2 separate regions of the Sus scrofa genome follow, and region 1 is linked to region 2. The links are chromatin contacts, called in public Hi-C maps. All regions are on one chromosome and are shown on one strand. The core of a region is the stretch at or near the end of the contact, and the rest is flanking DNA. Distances in the headings are between cores, read along the strand shown. Region 1 has its middle 210 kb from the start of SALL1. Region 2 has its middle 520 kb from the start of SALL1.

What was found. Hi-C and Micro-C count contacts between places; a contact is called where the count stands out from the background.
Region 1: a contact with region 2 is called in a Hi-C map of liver, with 9 times the contacts expected there. The contact joins two enhancer-like sites. A contact is called at or near these places in 5 of 47 Hi-C or Micro-C datasets (liver and skeletal muscle).

What each region holds. Positions count from the first base shown.
Region 1 is chr6:33,518,527-33,525,839 of Sscrofa11.1, forward strand. No RefSeq gene overlaps it. Among named protein-coding and RNA genes, the nearest start is that of SALL1, 210 kb to the right of the region's middle. Within about 2 kb of position 3,350, at least 9 of the 83 cell types and tissues checked have an H3K27ac peak or open chromatin away from gene starts, as enhancers often do. A contact at or near this core is called in liver, where this site is marked.
Region 2 is chr6:33,211,796-33,219,034 of Sscrofa11.1, forward strand. No RefSeq gene overlaps it. Among named protein-coding and RNA genes, the nearest start is that of SALL1, 520 kb to the right of the region's middle. Within about 2 kb of position 5,641, at least 6 of the 83 cell types and tissues checked have an H3K27ac peak or open chromatin away from gene starts, as enhancers often do. A contact at or near this core is called in liver, where this site is marked.

The DNA.
Region 1 (7,313 bases), core at 2,100-4,599, 300 kb after region 2:
CTTGAAAACTTAATTGTTCTAGTGGAAACCGGCCCTGATCTGTCTTCCATTGTCTCTTAATTCAATATCTCTACATTTTCAGGTGTTTAGGGCTCTAACATTTTTTTCATCAAGTATTTAAATCAATCTTTCTCCTCTTTATTGATAGAAACTCAAGGCTGCTGATTAACTTTTCAATCAAAGCTGCCTACCACACACACGCCGGCGCAGGCAACAGCAATTGTAGGCTTGGCGGCAAGTGAAGCAGTCATTTAGCTGATTTCTTCTGCGTCTCCAGCTGCCCTTCTTGAAGCAGAGAAAACTCTAGGGTTGGCCTCAATTTCCTTGTTATAAGTGCCTGGTGACAAAAGCTCTTGAGTCCTTCTGCATGTCTCTGGGTTTGCTGACATTTCTGGAACATTCCTACTCTGTGCAGAGTTGGAGCCAGAAAGCTGCACTTTTGAAAGAAGGAGGATGGGGGAAAAAACAATAGCATTTTTTCTTTCTTTCTTTTTTTTTTTTTTTTTTTAAAAAAAGCAACCTTTGAAACATTTGGGAAGTTGATTTGTATTACACAATGTCATAGAAGCACAATCTCTGGAGCTCCCACTGTGGCTCTGTGGATTAAGAACCTGACTGTCAGGAATTCCCTCTGTGCCTCAGCAGTTAACAAACCCTACTAGAATTGATGAGGATGTGGGTTCGATCCCTCAATGGGTTAAGGATCTGGCATTGCTGTGAGCTGTGGTATAGGTCTCAGACACGGGTCAGATCCTGCATTGCTGTGACTGTGGCATAGGAGGCAGATGTGGCCCAGATCTGGTGTTGCTGTGGCTGTGGCATAGGCTGGCAGCTGCAGCTTTGATTCCATAGCCCGGGAACTTCCATATGCCACAGGAGCAGCCATAAAAAAGGCAAAAAAAAAAAAAAAGGCAAAAGAATCACAGTCCCTTACAAGGTAGACAGAGGTAGATCTATCTGGAGAGTCATTTTGTGGACCAGGTGTCATCAGGAATGCTGCCCCAGAAGTGCTAAAGGGAGTGTGACAGAGAACAGTAACAACAGCAATAATAACTAACATACATCCAGCACCTGCTATGGGCCTGGCTCTGCGCTGAATCTGTCCAGCGCTGACTTCACAGCCCGCTGCGTGCGAGAATTATCATCCATCTCCTTTAACAGTTGAGAAAATAGACCTGGAGATGTCAGGTAGCTCGTCAAAGGTCCCACAGCCAGGAAATGACAGTCCAGGAGCTAATCAGGACACCTTGACCCCGGAGCCCACTCTCTCAACATGAACTTGCTGGATCTGTCCATCTTCTGCCTTTATTCCATGAAGAACCCAGGGAGGGTGACAGCTTCGTCTCCTACACGCCCTGCACAGGGGAGGTGCTCCAAAAGGTTCAGATCAGACATTCTTTCAATTTACATCTCTAATAGGGGGCAGACCCGTTCTAGATCCTGGGGATACAGCAGCAAATGATGTGGCCCAGGTCTTAGTTTTCATGGGGCTTAAGTCACAGTGAAAGGAGGGCTCTGCTTTAATCCTTGGGTTGCTGGGACAAACTCATTGCTTCAAAAGGATTCTCTGGGTTTCCAGGGAGTGGCTTCCTGAATCTTCTGACCCCCTGCGTCCAGTCTGGGCCGGGGCTGGAAGGGTGTCCTGCTCACAGCCCCTGAGCAGGTGCCCTGCATGTGACCCAATTTCATTCCTTCCAGAATCTAGAATACGAAGATTAAACCAGTCCAGTTTAGGGGATGGTAGGGAGCACAACAGAGGAAGCAACATCTTGGCAGTGAGACTGCAGAAGGAGAGCCAGGGTGTCTGGCTGCTGGGGTGTCCACCCCCCTAATTTACAGTCTAATTGAGGAGTGCTTTTAACCTTGTTTGTTTGCTATCAACATCAAAAGGTCGCTCTTGATTGTAAATTTCTGGAATGTGAGATTGAGAACCGTCTTGAGGAGGCAAACTGTCCAGCATGAGGCTACTTCACAGTTCCTCCAACAGAGTTCTCTCATCCTTGGGGGATTTGGGGTAACTGAGTGACACTTTCTGGAACTCAGCTTTGCCATCAGTAAAATGGGTGGGTTGACTCTAGACTCCTAGACTAAGTTAGGGTGTGACCTTCTCCTGGGTCCTCTCTCCCACGCTCTGTAATCTGTGGTGCTTCCAAGACGGTGCCCAAGCTGGTTTTGTCCTTTATTTTATTTTTATTTTTTTTTGTCTTTCTAGGGCCACACCCATGGCATATGAGTCCAGTGGGAGCTGAAGCTGCTGGACTACACCACAGTCACCGCACTGTGGGATCCGAGTCAGTCTGCAACCTACATCACAGCTCATGGCAATGCCGGATCCTTAACCCACGGAGCGGGGCCAGGGATCAAACCTTCGTCCTCATGGACACCGGTCGCGTTTGTTACTGCTGAGCCATGATTGGAACTCCTAGTTTTGTCCATTTACCATGGAGTGTTGGATCTGGTGGGGACATGGGTGAGGTGAGAGCGATAGGAAAACAGCTGGCAGGGCTCTGGTCTCCCCTGGAAATGCGGGGATTCAGGAGTAAATCGTTTTGGTCTGAGGAAAGCAGTGACACACATACACACCCGGAAAGCACCCAGGCAAATCTCGCCAAACCCTATCGTGTTACCTGCCCATTTCTGCCCCAGGAGCCTTTTGTCAAGAAAGGCAGAGAAGAGCTTCTGGTGACAAGTTCTCCTTGACTCAAGTTTCCCTCTTCCCACTGATTTCATTTCTCATTATTTAATTTCCTCCTCATCCGACAGAATGAAATACAAAAATACCATTCCCAGGTCTTCTAAAGTCCATTCGCCCCCAATGCTTTGTTTCCAACTTACATAAAAGTTTAAATTTCCTCTTCCCCTGCTCACACTGCTGCCAAAACAGTCATCAGCAATGAAATTTTTGAAGATAATTAGCATATCGGATATCTGTAATAAGCTAATAATGTATTTCTTGGATTGTGCATCTCTGGTTAGCTGTTATTAATCACAAATATTATTCATGTCATTTGAAATATGCCTCTTGGCGGATGTTTTTATGCTTGAGGGATTCCAGCTAAAAGTCGTCCGAGAAGGGTGGGGGGCCCCCCTTCCCCCTCAGGAGAGGTGAGATTGGATCGCGTCTTGTTGAACAGGGTTAACCTTCAGGGGAACAGCATTAAGGGAAGTAATTATCCATTCACACTGAACTGGCTACAAAGAAAGTGAGAAAATCACCTTCTCAGAACTCACATGAAAAACATAATGTAGTTAATATTAAATAAAGAGATTGGGCAACCGAGCCTCTTTTTACAGTGTGTTCTGATGTGTCCTTGATCAGGGGCTGTTTTGTTTATGATTAATGAATGACTCACCTTGGGCCGTGTTCCGTTCGATGCATACCTCATTATGAATTTGAAGAGGTCATTTGTTCCTTTGGAGCTACAATAAAAAATCTTTTTGTACATTCAGAAGGTTACAAGTGTGATATGGGGGCAGAAATAGCGCAAAGAGCAGCGAGGCATTCTCTTTGGGGTGGTTTGGTGTATTGTTTTAGTTTTCTTTCTAATTTTTGGAATCTGGTGAGAAAATTTAAGCCTGAGCTCTGATTTTTAAAAAAGTAGATCTTACCATGACGTGGCTTGGCTCAACCGACCCGTGGAAGCAGGACTGCCTGATGGGGGCCGTGGATCAGAAGGGCTTCGGGTGGGTGGAAAGGACACAGACAAAAGCTCTCATGCTGTGTTGGAAGGTGCTTGTGGAGGGGAAATCAAATGGCGTGGAAACCAATCAAAAGTGAACACAGAGACCCAAGTCCTTAGCGAGGACTACTTCTTGCCATGCAATCCACCAGATGCTCTTGGTACCACCTCTTTTCCTCTTTAAAGTTACTTGCTATGTTCCTTTTAACTTAATTTCACTCAGGATGAGCAGAAGTTTGCCCTTTGATTTGCCAGACCCTACAAAACCCAAAATTGATGCCAAAGATCATAATTGGGGTGGGGGGGGATGGAGCAAAAAGAAAAAGACCCCAGGCCTGATCGTTTTTGCAAGGTAGATAAATAAAACTCTCTGATAAGGAAATATGTGTCTACCTCTTTATCATGATACCTAAACATACACAGAGAATCACACTTAGCTGAGGAAAATGGATGGATGGATGGGTAGATGGATGGATGCAGAAAGAGATAGATAGATAGGCAGATAGATATGGATTAATCATTCCGCAGGTACGGATTTTGATTTTCATGCAGATACACGCAGGGAGGACCACCATCCCAGAGCAGGAACTGGTGTGTTTGGAACCCATCACCCCACGTGGGGCAGCCAGCCGTTTCCTAATCACCATGGTTTCCAGCAGCGGCGCACACAAGCGTGTGGTTGACTACCTATGAGCCCCACCACAGCTCAGTTAATGATCTTTCCACCAGGTCTGTGTTCGCTTGTGCATTCAAATGAGGTCCTGTCACGCAGAAATAAAGGCATGCACATGCCCAGACCTTAGCGCTTGACTAAGGGCACCGCTCCATGGTAGACATAGTTCACTAGTCACATAACTAACTTTTTTTTAAAGTCGAGTTATTGCTTTATGTGTGAGAGAAACTATGTCCTTTGATCACAGCCATTCAGGTGGGATTAAATAACAGCAAATCTCAGGGACTGGAGCATTACTCCTGGCTCGGTCACCGAATAGCTGTGGGACCTTAGCCAGGCCATTTTCCCCATCTGGGTTTCAGAACCATTGCTATAAAATAAGGGCTTTGGACTAGATAGCCTGTATGTTGTTCCTTATCATCAATATTCTTTTCTTTTTTTTTTTTTTTTTCTGGAATGATATTCCCCCAATCCATGTTTTGTGATTCTGTTCCAGAAACAAATACATGAATAACAAACATGAAGTAGGACGCACCTCCACTTCAAAATGTTCTGCCTTTGAAATCGTCTTGCAGTTTCTGAAACTACATTCAGAAGATCAACGTGTCATTCTCCTCCCTAACCTCCACTCGCCTCATAGGTGTGAGAGCACCAACCAGACACACCAGACATTCTGATTCTGTGGCTGACAGTCCTTGAGTAGCTTATGACCCAGCAGCAGACCAGCCACCTCAATGGCAAACAAACGAATATGCAATTTTTACAGCTAAAACTAGAGGCGTCTTTTATCTTCTGACTTCATCGGTAAAAATAAAATAACTGGAATTGTATTCTTGCTAAGGCGAACAAACACCAACCACCATCCCTTACTGATATTCCAGTAGTGCTTGGCAATTTCCAAAAGTAAGTAAACTTTGAAGAAATTTAACAAAAGTCTGTAGGAAACGTCCCTCAAATTACCATGAAACTTTTTTTTTTCAGACTCAGGATCTGAAGAGCAGTAATGTTAAGTTCTTTAATGCATTGCAAAATGAAACAGAGGATTTTGACGGGACAAAGGTTTTTTTTCCTGTTTGGTTTTTTTTTAGATTATTATTTCACACTTTTAAAAAACAAAAACCCACCAGTTTGAAAAAAATGGAGAAGGAGCCAGAAGTTTTTTCTGAATCACTTTTACTATATACCACACTGGTAGCCATTATTTTAGAGTTTTAGCTTGAAAACTAATTATGCCAGGTTGGCAATATTGAGGCAAAAAACAAACAAAATCTTCTGATTTTTAAGATAAGGATTCTGACGTTCCCATCGTGGCACGACGGAAACGAATCTGACTTGTAACCATGAGGACACAGGTTCGACCCCTGGCCTTGCTCAGTGGGTTTAGGATCTGGTGTTGCCATGAGCTATGGTGTGGATCCTGCATTGCTGGGGCTGTGGTGTAAGCCGGCAGCTGTAGCTCTGATTTGACCCCTAGCCTGGGAACCTCCATATGCTGCAGGTGCGGGCCTAAAAAGAAGAAAAAAAAAAAAAAAGATAAGAATTCTGTGTGTGTGTGTGTGCATAAGTATGCTTCATCATCACAAGATAGCTGCTGCACCTTCAGAAGCCCCTCCCAGTAACTTTTTCCTACATCTCATTTGCCAGAACTTCCTCCTGCTCAAGTAACTGCAAGACCATCACTGGAGGGTCCTGTGGAGAAGGATGAACAGGAAGGGGTTCCACCATCGGTCTGAATCTGTCACGCTTGTCCGGTGTCACACTGATAAAGAGTCACAGTCAACTCTCAAGTGATGCTGGATGATATTTCCTGCTTTTATTAACACCCATGAGCTGTATAAGCAGCTGCTTTCCTGGGAATCCCAAGCTCGAAGGCCCGGGCACTTGTCTCCTTACAGCTTTGACAATTCTCGAGGAGGGTTCCGATGTGTAAGATTGTGATAGATGATCCTACTTGCTTTAAACACACAGTGGACGGAACGGCCTGCTCGCTTTCTCCCAAATGTCTCCCCTGCCTCCTCCTTCCTGGCGGTAAGCAGGAAGCAATGTCATTTGAAGGTGAAGATGGCTGTGGAATATGATTTGCCTTGACTGTCTCATATGGGAGAGAAGACAAACTCAGCCCATTCGCTCAAGAGGAGTAGAGGGAGGTTCGGGCAGTTGAGAATTCCTTCGTTTGAACCGGCTAATCTCCGTGGAAGATGCTTGCTGCTTCTCCCAATTGGCATTTATTTCGGCTTTTGCTAGTAACACATCACTTTTCTTTTGTACAAGTAAGCTACCCCCGTCTCAGTCCATGGAGCGCAGGGTAAATAACCACGCAGCTCTGAGCTCCAAAGGTGTGAAGTGACCCAAACTTGGCCAGTCGGGCAGTGCCCAGCCCTCTCTCCCAAGAAGCTGGCTCAGGGAGTGTCTTAGTCATTTCAGGCTACGGTCACCAGAACCTGCAGACTGGGTGACTTATAAGCCACAGATATTTATTTTGCACAGGTCAGGAGGCCAGGAGACAAGGGAGCCAGCATGGTCAAGTTCTGGTGGGCACTCTCTGCTGGGATTCGGACTCCTGACTTCTTCTCGTGTCCTCATGTGGCCGAGAGCAGCAGGGAAGCAAGCTCTCTCATGACTCTTATAAGGGCACTGACCCCATTCATGAAGAACAAGTATGGCGCATTGCAGAACCTCAGAAATGCCCAGCATGGCTGCAGCAGAGAGGAAAGGGTCATGGGAATAGAGTGGAAATAGGCACAAGGACGTCGTTAGTCTCTGGACCACACAAAGACTTGAGATGTTCATCTTCTTGCAAAGATGGGGTTTTTTAAAATTTATTTAATTGACGCATAGTTGATTTATAATGTGTTAATTTCTGCTATAAAGTGATTCATATTCATTCATATGTATGATAATATATGTTATACATAATTGAATTATATAATTCTATATAACAATATGTAATTATGTATTAA
Region 2 (7,239 bases), core at 4,391-6,890:
TGACCGCCTGGCACCCGGAGGCCAGTGAGCCGAACTCCCTGACAGCAGCCATCTATCTCCCGAGAGGGCATCCACAGAGATTAATTTTGTCAAAGTGGGGTTCTCAGGCAACATGGGAGCCCAGCGAGGCACTTAGCTATCACCCTACGGCTCTATAAACACAAGGAAGGGGTGCTTGATGGCTGCCTCCCAGGACCTTCTGGGCTGGTTGGCAGTCTTCTTGAGAAACCTTTTGCTCCTCCAAGTCTGGGATGGAAAACGTTCACCTCCTACCAAGACTGGTGCCCCCCAGTCTGCAGAGGCTGCAAAGGGTGCAGGGGAATTTCCTCTTAAGTCAGAAAGAGAGGGGACACAGAGGTTAACAGACAAATAGCTGTAATGCAAGCAGACTTCTTTCATTTAATTTTTTTTTTTTTCAAAAACCCCTCCGCTAATGACTTGGTGATTTTCACAGTAGTAAATGTGCTGACTTTAAAAATCCGTGGGAGGTCAATAATTTTCCCTCTGCCTGTCACTGTGCTGATTGTGGTTCCGATGCACCTTAATTACAGTACCTACAGGTGGAGTATTATACAGTGTTTACATTAATCAGAATAGATTTACTGAGGGAAATAAAACTGCTGGCTTCCTTAGGCCTTGCACTCATCAGGCAGCAAGGGGGCTGGCGGGCCTCTGGGTTAATGCCCGGGGCTTGGAGCCCAGATCCTGTCTCTCAGCAGCTGATGGTCCCCAGAGTGTCTCCATCGCAAGCTGGGGTGCTGTGCCGAACTAAGGAATCAGAGAAATGTTCCAGCAATTGGATTCTCAGATTTTCAGATCAGAGGGAAAGAGTATGGGTGTGTGTGTGTGTGTGTGTGTGTGTATGTGTGTGTGTGTGTGTGTGTGGAGAGAAAGAGAGAATGAGATTGTGCACCTGTCTAAAGAACCAACTTTGCATTGTGTGTTGCCATGGGGACAAGAGAAGCCAGGTCACGGAAGGGCGTGCCTTGTCCCTTGGGTCTTATTTTTATACAGGGAGGAAGAGGAGGACAGAGCCTTCACTGGGAGCTGAAGAAGGTACACACGCCATCCAGTTGGGGGTTGGGAGGAGGAGGACCAGGTTTTGCGGTTGGTTGTGGTTGTTATTTTCGAATATATTTTGTCTTGTGCATGCTACATCAGGCTTTATGGTAAAATTGATTAAAAGGAGGCCGACAGCCTCCCAGAGCCAGAAGGACAGTTTAGTTTAGGGCCTCTGACTTAATTTCCATCATTCATGCCTCATCCACAAAATGAGCTCAGTGGTCGTACCTGCCTCACAGGGTCACTGTGGGGGTTTATTGAGATCATATGCATAAAGCACTCATAACAGTGCCTGGCACATAGTAGGTGCTCATTTCATCTTTGCTATTATTTTCAGAAGTCGTCAACGTGGACTTTTGGAAGCAATGGAACTTGTCTCTCGTTCTGTCTCTGCTCGTTAATAATGGTGACATTATCCAAGTTACTAAACCTCTCTCAGCCTTAGTTTTCTAATCCCTAAAATGAGGATAATAGTACCTTTAATGAGGGCTGAGTACAAAGTACTTTGCATACAGTGAACTCTCATAAATATTAGTTATTATTAGCAACAAATCGGGTGTTCTCTAATCTTCAGGAAATGACCCATCCTAAGTGCCTGATCAAGCTGTTGAAGTGACTTCTTTCTCCTCTAGTCCTACTTTGTTCTCTAGTTTTTCCTGGAAGGTCATGCCTGGGTGCTTGGTTAGGTCTAGACTTGGCTCATGGAATCTGGGACACACCACACACCACAAACCCTAACAAAAGCAGCTTCCAGAACTGTAGTGGGTCCTTGAGAGGGAAAGCCTCAGGGAGGTTTGAGCATGATGCAGAGCCAGAGGAAAACATTTCAGGGGAAATAATCCACGAACATTTCAGAGCCAAGTCCTCAAAGTGGCCCCATTCAAGAAATGGAGCAAATGCTGGAGAGTTGTATATTTTTGAAAAGAATGTATGCATCCATCTTTGGGAGTCACAGCCCTGTCACTACTGCGAACAGGAGCTGGGACTCCTGGAGGCAGGACCAGACCCAGCAGGCAGGGAAGGCTCGAGAGGGCAAGTTCAAGGCAGCCCGAGGCCCTCCAGCCTCTGGGCTTTGGGTCCATCCTCAGTTGCTGAATGGCCTTTCTGCAGGGGCGAGTATAGGGTTAAAAAAAGTCGGAAGAGGAAGGGCAGGGGGAGAGACAGGGCTGTCCACTCGGCCTCATTTATTCTTCCTCTACGTTCATTGGAGAAATGTGAGCTCCAAGTGGGACACGAGAGCGTCCCCGGACAGCACGCTGCTTTGCCATCCTCCGCTGCCTCGGTCCTGCTGTATGCGGCCGCTTACTCGCCCTTTCCTCACCATCGCCACAAGCACGCACAGTCCTCATGGGAACCCACTGTTATGCTGGGGCGCCTGGATGATTGAACTGTGAAAGGTCCAAAGCCTTCAGTTACTTCTTGCTTCTGTGGCCCAAGAAGAACCCCACCCCTGAGCCCCCATGGGAATAGTGGCTCTGCTGGGACTGGACTTGGCTTGACCGGGAGGACAGTGTGTGGCCGCAGTCCCTGTCTCACCTGGAGTCCTCTGTGCCACTTGCAGTTATGTTGTTTCATTCCAGGGCTTGTAGCTAAGCTGACCTTTCTATGTGTTACTACCAGTTTCCCTAACCCCTCTTTCTTCCTTCCGGGGTGTGAGCTTTTGTAATTTGGTTTTGGTGGTTAGATTGCTTGGGGAGGGGGGCCCAGCCCGCTGCAGCACTGTACGGGGCACTGCGGCGGCGGGGGGACCTGACAGGAGACACACATGCAATTCCTTCTTCCCCATTCCCATCAGAACGTCATCAAAATCGTGCTAACGGAGTAAATGATGCACTGATTTTTAGAAATTTAGTATTCTAGAACCAAAATGGATCTGAGGGATTAGACAGCATGAGGTCCTCGGTTTAAAAATAAGGCATCTGTGTGGTGTAGGTTGCAGATGTGGCTAGGATCTCGCATTACTGTGGCTGTGGCTGGCTGTGGCTGTGGCTGTGGCTGTGGTGTAGGCCGGCAGCTGCAGCTCTGATTCGACCCCTAGCCTGGAACTTGCGTAAGCCGTGGGTGCAGCCCTAAAAAGTCAAATTATAATATAAATGAATTAATAAATAAATAGAAATAAGGAAAGTGAAGCTCAGATGTCGGAAGGGGTATGGCTGAGCTCCATTCCTCATCACCTAGCTTCCCCCCCCCAACCCCACCAAAGGGCTCTCCCATGGCTGCCCCAAGATTTCCCATGATTCAGAATAACTGTTTAGCCATGAATCTGGAGCACAGTCTCCAAATGCCTAACTCATTTAAAGTCTGTGATAAAGACTAGAACATTTTAGGATGATCTGTTTAGTCTTTTAATCCAGATAAACAGGGCCCTGTCTCTAATCATGGCCTTAGAACTATGGCTTTACTGGGGAGAGAGGAATAATTTGCATAGTGTTTGCTTGTGCATAAGTGGGGGCTTTCAGGTTTGCAATCACTTGGTAGAACAAAGCCCTCGAAACCATCATGAACCATGGTTGTAGACAAAGAAAGTGCTGGACTCTTGGGCAAGAGAAGGGTTGCTATGCAAAAATGCACCTGGGTAGGAAACTTCAAAATTATAAACTAGTGGCATTTCCAAATGAGTGGCATTTTACTTTATGGCCCTTTGCAGCAGGCATGGTCACTCGGAAATGATTATATAAGGGACTGGTTTTATTACACAAGCTTACTTGGTATCTCTGCCACAGGCGGCTATCCTGGGGGAAGACAAGTTTGATTCAGAAACCCACGCTGAATTTCTAGACCTGATTTCTGGCCCTGGTGCCACCTCTAAACAGCTGTGTAACTGGGCACATTTCCTCTGCCTCTGCTGATTTTAGTTTCCTGATGAAAGACTTGCACGAGAGAATCTCGAATAGGTTTGCCAGATAGAGTAAAAAACCAAAACATGAAAACACAAGCATCTAGTTAAATTTGTATATCAGATGAACCATGAATGTTTTTAAGTATTCTTATCCTAAACAATTCTTCATTGCATTTTGTGCAGTGTGGCCAGGTAACCTGTATTTTATCTGGCAAACCTAGTCTCAAAAATCCTTTAGACCCAAAACTTGAAATCTGTAATGAACATATCTGATTTTTTGTGTCGGTTTCTAAGAGAGGGTGGGCTTGCTCAGGTCAGGAGAGAGAGAGAGAGAGAAGCAGTTCCTTGAAAACACCAGCCGATATCCAGTCCGCAAAAGCACAGTGCCCAGCAGCCAGAGGAACAGTGAGGTAGCAGATTCTCCTCCCTTTGAGAGGTAGCCCCTGGGATAACCGTAGCCTTTTTGAATGGCACAGGCCCCTCCCATGGCTGCGGGGCTAGACTTCAAGGGCCCAGGTAGATAACTCTATCTCCTAAAAGGTCTCCTTCGTAGGCTGTGCTGTGCCCGATGCTCTAGGGAGAGCCGGGTGAAGCGAGATCATTTCTAGTCCTTTCTGTACAGAAGCAGTTACAGTTAATCCTTGCTACATGCCATCAGGCACCGAGGACCAGAGAATGCCCACAACAGAGGCCGAACCAAGCCATCCTTTAATGGAATCCTGGAATGGCTGGGGACCTCCTTTGTGTCTCTAGGTGAAATGGAGATGCTTTTGTTTGGGGCAGGGTACAGGGGAGGAGTACAGAGCAAGGTAGCGGGAGGAGGGGGAGCCCCTGGGAGTGCATGTTGCAGAATGGAAACTGCAGTGAGCAAAAGGCCTGGGAACTGGACATGGGGTGAAAATTATAAGATTTCCAACATAGCCCTAAAAAATAATTGTAGATAGGACTTTACCCCGGGTTACAGCGAGGTCCCTCCCTGAAGAGTAATGACCACCTCTTCGGTCCATTTAGTTTGGGTCTTTTACAGTCTATCAGAGATGAGTCTCCTGGAGTCTGGGATCCCGTTCAAGACAGTGTGGAAAATGCAGAAATGTGTTGATGGCATTTCCACAGTCCTCAGGATCTGGGCTTGAGAGGACTGATTTCTGGAATGGGGTTGTTTACCCCAGTGATTTGTGGAATGGGACGTGCAAGCAACCCCAGTGTGTCCAAAATCACTTCTGAATACCTCTCCCCTTCCACCAACCCCCATGACCCCCCTCCACGACCCGCCCCCCCAATACATGCGCAGCCAGGACATGAATAAACCTGGATACCCGGAAGGTTCCCATGAATTCTACCTCACCTCCGTGAAGAACTCAGAGCCCGGGTGTGAAGACTAGGTGGCTAGAACACAATGCTTTATAGACAGAGAAAAGGGGAAAGCAACTCTTTGCTTTGGATGCAAATCAACTCAGCTTCACCTTTAACGCGGAAAACCCGTGCCCTTGGCAAGATGTCTGGGGACCATTCCAGAGGTATTAATCTTCCTCCGTTTACATGTTAAATAGGTCTTTGGAAACTGTTTCTCTAGCCTCGCTTTTTTTCCTCTCCAGCACAATCTCCCCCTCTCTTTCCTTTTTAGTACAGTCAGAATTCCCCAGCAGCAGGAAGCCCCCCGGGGACAGAGGTCGGGGAGCCAAGACGGGTAGATTTCCAAGCCACCCTCTGGCTGCGAGGCCGGCCGGCAGATGGCGCTGTGCCGCACGGTATGGCCCCTGCGTGCCGGCCGGCGCTGGAGCGGGCAGGCTGCTCAAAGTTTCTAGTGCCATTCCTGGACCGAAACAAATGTTTGTGGAATTAAGTAGTGATTTCCTTTAGTCTGCGCGACTCTTACTGGCTGTGTTTTCAGGCTCTAGATGTTAACATATGCCATATATTGCTTTTTCGGGGGAAATCAGGGGTTTCCAAGCACACTTAAACCCATCCTAACCGCTCAAGTCAACTAACCAAGGTCTGCTTTTCTGATAAAATAACCCATAAAACGTCCATATTAAGAGCTAGAATGGTTTGGAAGACAAAGAAGTGCTGAAAAATGTAAGTAAACAGAGCACCTAAGATTTTTTCTTTCTAAATAAACCAGAGGGGTAGGGGGATTCTTTTTTTTTTTTTTACTTTCCAGACTCAAAAAGCATGAAAGTGGACAGGATGAAACTCAAAGCCTGGATGGAAAAAGAGTGGGGTCTCTGGCTGCGAGGGGTGGGAGAAAGGGAATCGCATTATATGGTTGCTGGCAACACTTGGGTGCCATGATCATATATGTATAATTGTGGAGAAAATTTAGATGTGCTGGTCTTGAGGGCACAGCCACAAGGCCATGGGTTTTCAGAACCAAGTTAAGCAGCGGTGGATTAGGGCACTAGGATTTGTCACTGCCGTTGCTCCCTAGTGCCAAGTGACCCCATTAGTTAGGGCTCAGTATGTATTTAATGTTGCCATAAAATCCGTCTTCTCAAAGTAAACAAGGCAAGTCTGTGTGCGGCTCCAGCAAGATGTATGCAGCTTTGTTTGGGATAATGGATTTGCCATGATTAAAAAACAGTGGGGATTAGATGGACCCAGCATGGATAAATATGACTAATTGTCATCTCCTCGTGTGGGCATCAACATGGCTAGCACTGCAGACTAGAAGATGGGGGAGCAAGGGAGTTCGGGCGGGACCAGACTCTGCAGAATTGATCTGAACTGATTGATAAAGCAGGGCTGGAAGGGAGCCTTGAGGAGGTCTTGCCTTCTGTGTGCATGTGAACAGAGCTTTTTAGAATTTCCAAAAGCATTTTATTGCTTAAATTGGACTCTGGTCGAAGCCCTGCAGAGCGAGCACACAGCTGTCTGCCTTGTGCCGAGGAACTTTGGGCTTCTCTTTCTTAAATGTTGACGAAACTTTTGAAACTGGCAGAACATGCCATTTCATCTTTTACATAAAAGGATAGGTTTTGAAATCTTGTTTTAGACTTTTCAAAAGTTTTTAGCAAGTTACCCAATTCTTGTTTCTTTTTATGTACATGGAGATCATGTTTAACTTCCTTAACTTGTTTTACTGTTTTGTTTGTGAATCAGGAACTATGGCTGTATGGGGTTTTTTGTTTGTTTGTTTGTTTGTTTAGATAATGAATAAATATATCTAGTACTGAAATTCTTTCTTTTAAAATAAGAAATATTCTCAGACTTTGAAACTTAATCATTAAAGAGTAATTGTATTTATGGTGATTAAATAAAACGATGAGGTATATTCATTTACTAACATATGGTTTTCAACAGTTGATGCTGTTTTTTTCACCTGTTTTCATTTTTTAAGC